Regions from separate parts of the Zea mays genome. Here all the other regions are linked to region 1. A link is a contact called in public Hi-C data. All regions are on one chromosome and are shown on one strand. Each heading gives the region's core, a stretch centred on a gene start, on an enhancer-like site or on the middle of the called end of the contact. The rest is flanking DNA. Distances are from core to core; before and after follow the strand shown.

Region 1 (3,549 bases), core at 464-2,963:
CTTGTACGCCAGATCTGAAAAATTACATCGTCTTCTAGCTTGGGCGGCAAATCTGAAAATGGAATGCGCTGCCCGTGCACGCTTTGGTTTCGTATCCGCGGCCTGAATGCGATGCCTGTCGCGTCGACAACAAGAAGCACATGTGTGGTTGGTTGTGCAGTGTTTGTGGTTTGCAGTTGCTGAAGGCATGATGCGTGCAACAAGACAACACGTGTGACTGAACTTATGAATTGTTCTCTGAATGTTATGTTATGATCAACATAATAAATATGGAACACCGATCGCCTCCTTTTATTTGCAAAAAAAAAACTTTGAAGAATGGGGAATGAACATTCCATTATCCTCTTGCATAGAATGCAAGCAAAAGGACTAGCAGTATATTGCAGCAACTGACGTGAAGAGTGAGTTAGCTTAGAAAGCCGGGAACTCGATCCGGTTGCCGCAGGGCCTGCCGCTGGGGAGGACGGGGCAGTCGACGAAGCTGTCGCCGGCGGCGTCGACGCAGAAGTAGAGCTGGTAGAGCTGGCTGTTGCCGGCCTCGTCGCGGTTGCACTCCACGTAGGGCTCGAAGCCGGTGCCCTGGCGGATGGCGCCCTTGATCTGGCTCAGCGTGTAGTAGCCGCCGTCGGGCTTGACGCCGGCGGAGGTGAGCGCGCCGAGGACTCCCAGCTGGTCGCGGAGGCGCAGCGCGGCCTGGAAGTAGCCGTGCTCGTCGAAGACGTCGGCTGCGCAGGTGCCGTGCTTCTCCCACTCGTGGCCCCAGAAGCGCAGCCCGTCGTTGGACGGGCACGCCAGCGTCGGCCACTTGGCGCGGAGGCTGCTCAGCAGGTCGCTCACCTGGAACGTACAGTACATGCCAGCATCAGTCAGCATCGGATTTTTTTTTTTTTTTTTGCCAATAGCAGAGAACAGAAAGACCTCGCCGAATGAACAGCAAAAGCGCCAACAATCTAAAGCGTAACGTACGTCGTGAGGACACAATGCAAAAGACGTACGTGTTGGCACTTGGCACGCGCGGATGAAACCCAAGAACACGCCGCCGCGGCATGATCAAACACATGCGGGGCGGGGCGGCGCGAGAGGAAGAGGGGAAGGGGAAGATGAAGAATCGCGTGTGCATGCACCTTCGACGGGTTGAAGGCGTTGTCGGGGCTGCAGTTCTGCGGGTACGTGCCGTCGTCGCGGTTGGGCCAGAGGCCGTGGATCCCGAAGTCCGCCGCCGGCTTGCCGGACTTGGGGTAGCAGCAGCTCTGCTTGGTGTCGCAGTAGGCCCCCGGCCACTGCAGCACGAGGTAGAAGAAGTCGTAGTCCTGCGCCGCCGCGCGCCCGGCGACGGCCAGGACGACCAGCAGGACGAGGGGCAGGGAGAGCCGGCGCGCCGCCGCCATGGCCGGCCGGATAGCGCTGGTACGGGTTGGTTCTTGGGAGCTAGATGGACGGGTGGACAGAGTAGAACTTTGTTGCTTGCAGCGCAGGGATCGAGGTGGGAGATGAAGGTTGCGAGGCGCTGGGGGTGCGAATTTATAGGAAGCTTTGGGCGTGGGATCGGGAGGCAGCTAGGGTGGATGTGGATCCACGGCAAGGCGACGGTGGCGCGCACGCATGCGTATGGCAACAAAATGGCAGTAGCGCGCGGGGGCATATTCCCACGGGGACGAAGAAAAAGGAAACGGAAACCTAATCGTGCAATTCAAGAAGCGAGTGATCGCTTGCTTGCCGCAGCCTGCTGCAAGACATGGAAGCTAATTAACGAGCGGCCGGCTGGGGTTGATAGGTGTGGAAGGCAAGTAGGGCCGTTTAGCTGGAGAGTGACAGGGAGCTCGACATGCATGCATGGCTTGTGTGTGTTGTGGACTTGTGGTCGGCACGGCGGGACCACTCAGTCTGAATAATCCGACCTGCGCGCAGCGTTCACGCTTCACGGACGGTTTTCTTTATTTATTTGGAATCCGTTTCTACTTATCATTGAACTAAAACTAATGAACGGATGGAAAATAATGCATACAGTGGATATTATTTGGTAGTGCTGGATATCGAGCCGACTCGACTCGACTCGACTCGACTCGACTCGACCCGACCGAGACCAAACTGGCTTGTTAAGATAACACTTGAATCGACTCGTGAAGGGACCGAGCCAGATAACTAGCTCGGTTTGACTCATTTGCGAGCTCGAGTTGGCTTTAGCTTGTTTAGCTCGCGAACCATAACAAAAAAAACAATATAATCAATTACTATTTAATTGTAGACCAATTTAATATTAGAAAAGATTAATAATACTCACAATTTCACGTACCACGTCAATCCAACATCAAATTATCAAATTTCATCACTTATTAGTTCATCCATTACAAGTGCGGGGGTATGTTTTTTGCTCATTTAAGTTAGCGAGCTCGACTAGTTAACAAACCGAACTGAGATGTTAGCTTAACTCGTGAAAGGTTTGAAACGAGCCGAGTCGAGCCCTAGTCAAACCGACCACGAGTCGAACGAGCTCACGGGACATGAGTATTTTGTCCAACCCTACTACTTTCTCGAGAGAGAACATTTACAGATTTACTCTTCCTTTTTGGGTTTCTGTAGAGAGGACTGTGGTCGAGAGTCCAACGCCGGTCTCCATCTCCAGTGACCAAGCGTGTAATCGAGGTTCCGCGCGCTTCTTTAATTTTCACACACACACCGCACACACAAAATAGGAGGATCGATGAGAAAAAAACTTGTGCACGATACGTGCGCAGTAGGGCACGTACGTCTCCTGGTTGGATATACCTTAGGGTGTACTGTTTGATTACACGGCGCGTAGGACCACCTCTTCGTTATCCCGGCGTGCTTTCCCGCTGCTGGGCAACGGCGGCGTACATACGTCGTGTCGCCGGTGAGCTTTCCTTGTCACGGTGGGGAAACAGGGGCGATCCAGCGGCCCAAGCGGCGGCAATCGTCATCGTGTACGTGGCGGCCGGAGCACGGACTTCTTTCTTATTTGGCAGCTAATAATAAGTATATATGAGACGTACGTGCCAACAAGGAGAAGAAGCCAGCAACAAGTTCTGCCACACACCATGGCAGGCAGGCAGGCAGGCAGCGTTACGCGACCATTTCACAGGAATCATGGTACCAACGGACCGCCATGTTGCTGGTGGAACCCCCTTAGCTTAGCTGGTGAATTGAAGCGGCCGACGTCACGTCACGTCACGTCACCGGCGAGGAACGTGGTCGGCTGTCGTGTGCGTGATCCAACAAAGCAGGATTAGGTCAAACGTAACACTTGTGAGTTGTGATGCAACAGAAAAGCTGTTCGTTTCGTGTTCGTCTCGCGTAACTCTCATCTGAGACGCCAAGTCTGTCGTTGCTTAATTGACACCATCTTTTTTTTTCCTTCTTCTTCTTCAAAAGGGTGGTTGAAAGCTACAAACGTTCAGCGTTTTGGACGTGACCCTCTTAGCTTGCTTCATCCATCTGTCTTCCTATCATGCATCCCCCTGCTTAAAGTCTTCCTCACTAGAAAATAAAAATAAAATAAATAAATAAATAAAGCTAATGGCACACTGGAGA
Region 2 (3,549 bases), core at 348-2,847, 600 kb before region 1:
ATTAAGCAATTTAGGGACTAAAATTGAATAAAATAGAGGGACTAAAAATTAGTCCCTAGAAGCCAAACACCCCTTAGTACTGCCTGCTTTTGCCTTATTCTAATTGGCTACCTATTTGCTTGCATTCAGGCACATGATGAGAGAAGCAGGGACTACACTCTTTCAGACCCTAACGTGCAGCTGCAAGCTGCTGCACAAACGCCAGTTCTAAGGTCTCCGGGAGTGGCATGGCAGAACACTGCATCAGTACCAGCTGCTCCTTTTTATGCAAGCACAGCGACTTCAACTCCTATTGGAGTTGGACAGGTGGCTGCTTGGAATCCTAACATGCAGGCAGGGAGTTTTGCATCTGCATCGACTGCATACCCCAACCAACCATTAATGGCCAACTCCATGCCTCACTATCCTGCTATTGGATCGAGTTCCGGTGCCCCACCAGTAGCATTTCAGGCTTCGCAGCAGATGACACAGTATAGCATGCCCCCTGGTGCTCCGCCGCACGCACCACCAGCTGGCCAATCGATTTACTACCCGAAGTAAGCGGTTTTGGTTCAATATTATCAGAGAGCAATCAGGCATTGTTACCTGCGACAATTGTGGTCCGCAAATGCAATCTTGCGAATTTTGCAAGTGCGCTGTAGCACTTGTAACTTGCGAGCGCCCTTCGCAAGAATGCATCAGCGTCTGCTGTGTCTGTAAAACTGTCAAAGATAGTGTTTACCTATTAGCTTGCATGGTATATTGGTGGTGAGATATGTTGGAGTAGTTTTGATGCCTCAAGAATCTCTTACGCATCTTTTTTTTTTAAAAAAAACTGCGCTTTGCTTTTGGTCTTGCCGTGCCTTTTGTAGCAAGCAGTGCTATGGTAGAGTACTGGAGCACCGAGAACGTACTGCTGAATCATTCCGATTCAGAACTTTAACTTGGGCACATTTTGTATGGAAATGTGCTGTTTATTCTTCATATCCGTTCCCATGCCAACCCATCACCCTGTGCGACAAAACAAACAATAAACAACGCAATCAATTGACACCCATCACACAATGCTGCAAACAAGTAATGAACAACGCAAACGTTGTAATCCCGCGAAACGATCCAACTAAAAAGCAGTACAGCACCAAGAGGCTACTGTTGGCTTCCAAGTCAACCGTTGATCCAAAACTGGCTACTGTTGCCTGTTGGGCTCCAAGTCAACCGTTGATCCAAAAATTTTTGCCGTGCAGGAAGATACTCTTGTCGGTCGGTCAGTGCCATGATTGCGATCGATGTTTTTTTCCTAGGCCACCGCAGCGCTAAATAATCTAAACAGGATCGATCTGGACCAGACATTCCTCACGCCTGCCTGTCCGACGTGGCAGCCAACACTAGCCATGGCTGACACTCCCATCCAATGGCAACACTCTCATTGATTCCCCCGTATCCCTCCCTGCATCCGGATAAGGATAACGCTGGCTGGATAAGAGACGGGGCTTCTCATTGGCCACACACGTATCAGACAGCATCCCGTCCGTCCGATCCGTCCGCACGGCGTATCTCCGCCGTCGGCCGCAGCCGGCGTCTCCTGGCCACACCCGCCGCCCCGGCCCGGCAGGCGGCAGTTTAATACAAACCAGGCTTGCTCGTGGCGGCAAAAAACCAACGTGCTTGATCTCCCTCCGCCACTCCATCCATCTCCTCGCTCCCAGTCCCCGGGAAGCATGGCGTCCGTCACCGCCCGCGCCCCGGTAGCGGCCCTTCGCCCGTCGTCGGCATCGCTCAAGTCGTCGTCGGCCTTCCTTGGCCACTCTAGCCGCCTCGGCCGCACCGCGTCTCCCACGAGGCGCAGCCTCAAGGCGGAGGCCAAGGGCGAGTGGCTCCCCGGCCTTCCCTCCCCCTCCTACCTCGACGGCAGGTCAGTGCTTCTTTTGCTAACTCTGGTCTGGCCACACTGGATAGCCCGCCCGCAGCGATGGCTGGCAGATGACTGACGACATGCCCATCGCCCATGTATGTACGTGTACGTACCGCGCGCGCGCAGCCTGGCGGGTGACAATGGCTTCGACCCGTTGGGCCTGGCGGAGGACCCCGAGAACCTGCGGTGGTTCGTGCAGGCGGAGCTGGTGAACGGCCGGTGGGCCATGCTTGGCGTGGCCGGGATGCTCATCCCGGAGGTGCTGACCAAAGCCGGGCTGATCAACGCGCCGCAGTGGTACGACGCCGGCAAGTCGGAGTACTTCGCGTCGTCGTCCACGCTGTTCGTGGTCGAGTTCATCCTGTTCCACTACGTGGAGATCCGGCGGTGGCAGGACATCAAGAACCCCGGCAGCGTCAACCAGGACCCCATCTTCAAGAGCTACAGCCTGCCGCCGCACGAGTGCGGCTACCCGGGCAGCGTCTTCAACCCGCTCAACTTCGCGCCCACGCTCGAGGCCAAGGAGAAGGAGCTCGCCAACGGTGAGTAGTAGTAGTAGTAGTACCGTCGGCCACTTTCCGATCCTTCTCTGACGACGGTTATGATCTCATCATCCGGTTCTGCGTGCAGGGAGGCTGGCGATGCTGGCGTTCCTGGGCTTCCTGATCCAGCACAACGTCACCGGCAAGGGGCCCTTCGACAACCTGCTGCAGCACCTGTCTGACCCATGGCACAACACCATCATCCAGACCTTCTCCGGTTGAGTCGAGGTCGAGGAGGGATACGATCCATCGCTGGTGAGCTGATATGGACTGGAAGGCAAACATTGAAACCTTAAGTTCCTTTCTGGATCAGTTTGTGTGTGTTGTTAATCTATCTGGAGGGTACAGATTCGGGCCGTGTTGCAATGCATGCATGGTCTGAAGGGAGCGAGGGCTGAGGAGTGACTGGTATGTACATTAGCTGAAGGGGATATTAAGGGTAGAGATCGTTTGATCAGTATCATCTGTATATCCCCATGCATGGGGTTTCGTTTTGTGCGCTTACTTCTGGCTTGCCAGCGTATGGTTCAATGTGGAAACACATGTATTAGTACGAGAACTAGTAGACTTATAATTAATATAAATCAAGCACGTACGACTTCTAGCTAAAAACAACTCAACCTACTCGGAAGCCCTGAGAATGGTAAGCAACCACATTAGGGCTTGTTCGGTTATTCCTATCCCATGTGGATTGGATGGGATTGAAAAAAATTGTGAAAGATTTTGACTTGTTTGGAATTGAAACCCATCCAATCCCACCCAATCCACATGGATTGAGAGCAAAACGAACAAGCCCTTATTCGGAAGCTACTTCTGTGGTGTGAAGAAAATAGCGTCCTATTACAAAGTGAAACAACCTCCCGATGCTACCTGGGAAAACAACCTACAGATCATTCATCAACAACCAACAAACACAGGCCGTGCGCGCGTGTGCAGACCAGGGAAGCCCATTAGTCCAGATCGTGGGGCGGATCTACATAGTAGGCAAAGGGGCCATGCCCCCTCAATTTTTAATATTTCTTATACCTAATGTTGGTTCACTGTTAAGTATAGAAAAAATAGAAGTTTTAGTGGACCAAACCAATTCTGTCTGGGTCCACCTAATCGGAGTTCTTC
Region 3 (3,549 bases), core at 342-2,841, 560 kb after region 1:
GAATCCTCTCTTCTTTGTCGAAGTTGTCGACTTCGGCTCGCACCTTCGCTACTTGCACGTGCAGGCGAAGCTTTTTTATACGTTGCTTCGACTGAAGATCAACTTCGTCCATCAATAATAGTGTAGCTAAAACACACTTGTTTGTGCCGAGTAGAAGTTTAATTGAGGACCTTCGGCATAATAGGCCCCGAACAAATAGAATCTATGCTTTCTATTAATTCTCCATTGTATAAGGGGCTTAATGCACATTTACCTGTATGTACCTATGTATATATACTGGCCTTAGGGCCTCATATTGAATACAAGTGTATTCATAACATGATACCAGAGTACATGGGCCTCATATTGAATATCGTTTAATCAGACTACACAGGTGTTTAAATGGACTAAAAATGGATTATATGGGATTAAATATATTAAACAGCATAAACGACCAATATAGCTAGCTACTGAGTAGCGTTAAAACGACGTGTAAATGGTCTAACGGCCGTTTAGGATAACACTGATTTATACTAGTTCGAACAGAACGTCCCTGCTTACAGTCATCGGTGGCTTGCGCTACTAGCACTATTGATGATCAAAGCTCGTAGCAGGGGTTACAAGCGAGCGAGAGAGGGAGGAGAGGCTCCCAAGTCTCTTATTTATGGTGGATGTGGTTACATAGTGGAGTCCTAACTAAGACTTGGCTTGGCAGCGGGCCTCCGGCCTCCTGGTCTTCCTCCTGTTCGTTAGTCTTTCTGGGCGTCGTCTCCTAGTCTAGGACCGTCCTTGTGTCCACCATGTCTCCGAGAGAAAGGAACCTCCCATGTCCGGGGGCTAGCCTCCTCCTTTTATAAGCCAAGGAGGGGGTCGGCCAGCGGTGGCTTCCTTAGGAAGGAGCCACCGAGTGATGGTAAAACTGAGCATTCTACTAAGGGGTAAAGCCACGCGTGCTCGTGGTCGTCTGGCTGTCTTGTATTCTTTATTGCGGACAGAGCGGGTGGCGCGGGTCCTGAGCGCCAATTAAAGAAAATCTAAAAGTTAAACGGCCAACCAAACTTAATACATCCTTTTTCTACTAATCTCGAGGACGAGATTATTTTTAAGGGGTAGAATTTGTAACACCCTAAAATCATATTTTAGGTAATGTAGGAAAGTTTATATCAATAATTGAATACTTATGTTTTGAAACAAGGAAATAAATGAAAAGAGTCCCCATTCTCCAAGGAGTTAAATTACCCCTTCCATCGAATCCTATATGTTGAAATACTCTATGAAGAATAGCACAAAAGTATTGCCTAAGAAAGGTTTCAGGGTTAATTATGAAGAGGTGATAAAAAATTTAACTTTAAATAAAGTTATTACTAAAATTATTACAGGATAAGTACTATGAATTGAGGTCCTTAATTACTTACTTATGTGATCTATTCTTTATCAAGTTTATATGATCTAAAGCATTTACTTAGAGAAATAAAACAATGACAATGAATATATATATATACTTCGCATTCATGCTGGGATTTTTATTGTGCATTTACTTTGGAATTTGGATAGCTTGATTTGAGTTTAAAACTCGAAACCAAAATAGAAATAGAAAAAAATAAAAAGAAAAGAAAACAATGGAGACTTACTTGTCGGCCTAGCAAATCGGCCCATGGCCAGTCCACCCACAGCCCAACTACATTTCCCTAGCCAGCCCATCCAGTCTTTTCACGCCCGCGGCCCGCCTGACTGCGTGCACCGCGTGCCCGCGCCTCGCCCTTACACCGACGGGGTCCCACAGGACAGCCACACCGTGCGCCCGCATTCGCTTCCACGTGGGACCAGTGCGTCGGATGGTCATCCACCTCGAGTCGGTACGGACGGAAGACAGTTAGCGCAATTCCGGCCGTCCGGGTGAGCTCTCCACCGATTGTGGCCCGGCCGGACTCTTCCCTGGGGAGTATAAAATCTCGGCTCCCGAGATCCTATGACCAGCACGCGCGTTCGCAAAATCCACCGAGAGCACCATCGTTCACCACCAAGCTGAGAGAAGAGAAGGCGGAGGGAGATCGAAAACAGGCCGTCGCCAATTCGCCATGGGAAGCTCGGCTGCATGGTCGTTCAGGTCACGTGTGGTGGTCGGATATCTTCTTCGGAGCACGCTGGAGAAAAGGGTGTCCCCGGCGGTCACGATTGATGGACTACGGGAAAGGAATTCCTTACCGGAGCTACTCTGCATGGTCCGGGTAAGTAATCCTTTGCGTGTTAAGACAACTGTTTTTTTTCTATAATTACAATAAAACACACCTGTTTTTTTGTTGTCACCATGTTAAGACAATTTGGGACAATGATTACATATATACTTGTTAAATCCACCTAGAGCCAATACTCACGTCCTAAAATATAGTGTCTTTTATATTTGTTGTATGGTAATCTATTTTAAACTTAACTAAATTTATTAAAATAAACATGGTGTATGCTCCATTAGAGACATTATAGAATAACTATTTTATAACTGTGGTAAAAATTAATATCTTTTCTTATAACTTTAGTATCGGAGTGAGTGCATGAATAAAACCATTTCCAAGTATGACAACATCAAACAGATCCAACGATTACCTGATAATGCCTTTTGGAAACTTAACCTAACCCGTAATGCCTCAGAATAGGAAGAAAGATATGTAGGGAGAACCTGTCGATCAGCGTGCATGCTGATCGGTGAAAGCGCCATGTCACTGCACCTGGGAGAGCAGGGTTGTAATCTGTCACTTGTGACCAAATGAGCCCCACGAAGCCTTTTTTTTAGAAAAGGAAGATATATTAATTTCAAGTGCATTACAACAAGGTGAAGCAAAGTCTTGAAACAAGTATCTTTCGAACTCAGTTCAATACAGAACACACAGCCCAACAACACAAGATATCTTGAAGTCAATCTTACTCTAGTAACTATCAATCTTTAGACTAGATCGCCACCCATAAACCCGAAAAAAAAAACTCCGTGACTAAATACATCAAGTGGAGTGAAGCCTCCATAACAAGGTCATATGCATCCTTACGTTGCAGGGGCACCTATGAGCACATCCAGTGCAAGCCCCACGAAGCTATCTTGTGGCAGAGCCAAACAAAAAGATAGAGCGGGTCATGTGTTGCCTGTCAGTTTTCACTGTGGCTAGCTATAGTACGTTAGTAACCAGCAGCCAACTCTGGTGGAGAATTGCAGAGCCATTGTTGAGAAGGATAAAAAAACAAAAAGATAAAGCGGGTCATGGAGTTGTCTGTCAGTTTTCACTGGCTGTGACTGTGATTGTCTAGCCTGTAGAAGCATTATATCCCCCTCTATCCTAAACAATATTCTAGATAGTTTTAATTTTTAATATATTTATGATATATTTAAATATATGATATGTATGTATGTATAATAAAATATGTCTATAGGAGTCGATCTATAAATTAAAACATAAAGAATACTCTTTAATTAGATGACTGAAGATGTTGTTATTGGACAGAGGAGAACAGGTGAGTGTAAACTCATGAATGTCTGGTCAGGTAATCACTATTCACTCACAATCCTACATGTTCTTTACTATG

What was found. Hi-C and Micro-C count contacts between places; a contact is called where the count stands out from the background.
Region 2: a contact with region 1 is called in a Hi-C map of tassel, with 4 times the contacts expected there. The contact joins the promoter of LOC100284001 here to the promoter of LOC100192110 in region 1. A contact is called at or near these places in 3 of 25 Hi-C or Micro-C datasets (bundle sheath, ear and tassel).
Region 3: a Hi-C map of bundle sheath shows a contact between it and region 1, with 4 times the contacts expected there. The contact joins the promoter of LOC103643270 here to the promoter of LOC100192110 in region 1. A contact is called at or near these places in 3 of 25 Hi-C or Micro-C datasets (bundle sheath, ear and endosperm).

The regions. Positions count from the first base shown.
Region 1 is chr1:217,936,537-217,940,085 of Zm-B73-REFERENCE-NAM-5.0, reverse strand. It overlaps LOC100192110, which reads right to left and starts at 1,713. Exons shown (of 2, transcript NM_001137533.1): 1 at 1,125-1,713; 2 at 294-837. The coding sequence starts at 1,388. The coding sequence ends at 412.
Region 2 is chr1:218,540,670-218,544,218 of Zm-B73-REFERENCE-NAM-5.0, reverse strand. It overlaps LOC100284001, which reads left to right and starts at 1,597. Exons shown (of 3, transcript NM_001156899.2): 1 at 1,597-1,891; 2 at 2,018-2,433; 3 at 2,522-3,040. The coding sequence starts at 1,698. The coding sequence ends at 2,655. It overlaps LOC100217199, which reads left to right. Exons shown (of 11, transcript NM_001143558.1): 11 at 130-834.
Region 3 is chr1:217,372,097-217,375,645 of Zm-B73-REFERENCE-NAM-5.0, reverse strand. LOC103643270 reads left to right here and starts at 1,591. Exons shown (of 3, transcript XM_023301327.1): 1 at 1,591-2,207; 2 at 3,468-3,507. The coding sequence starts at 2,058.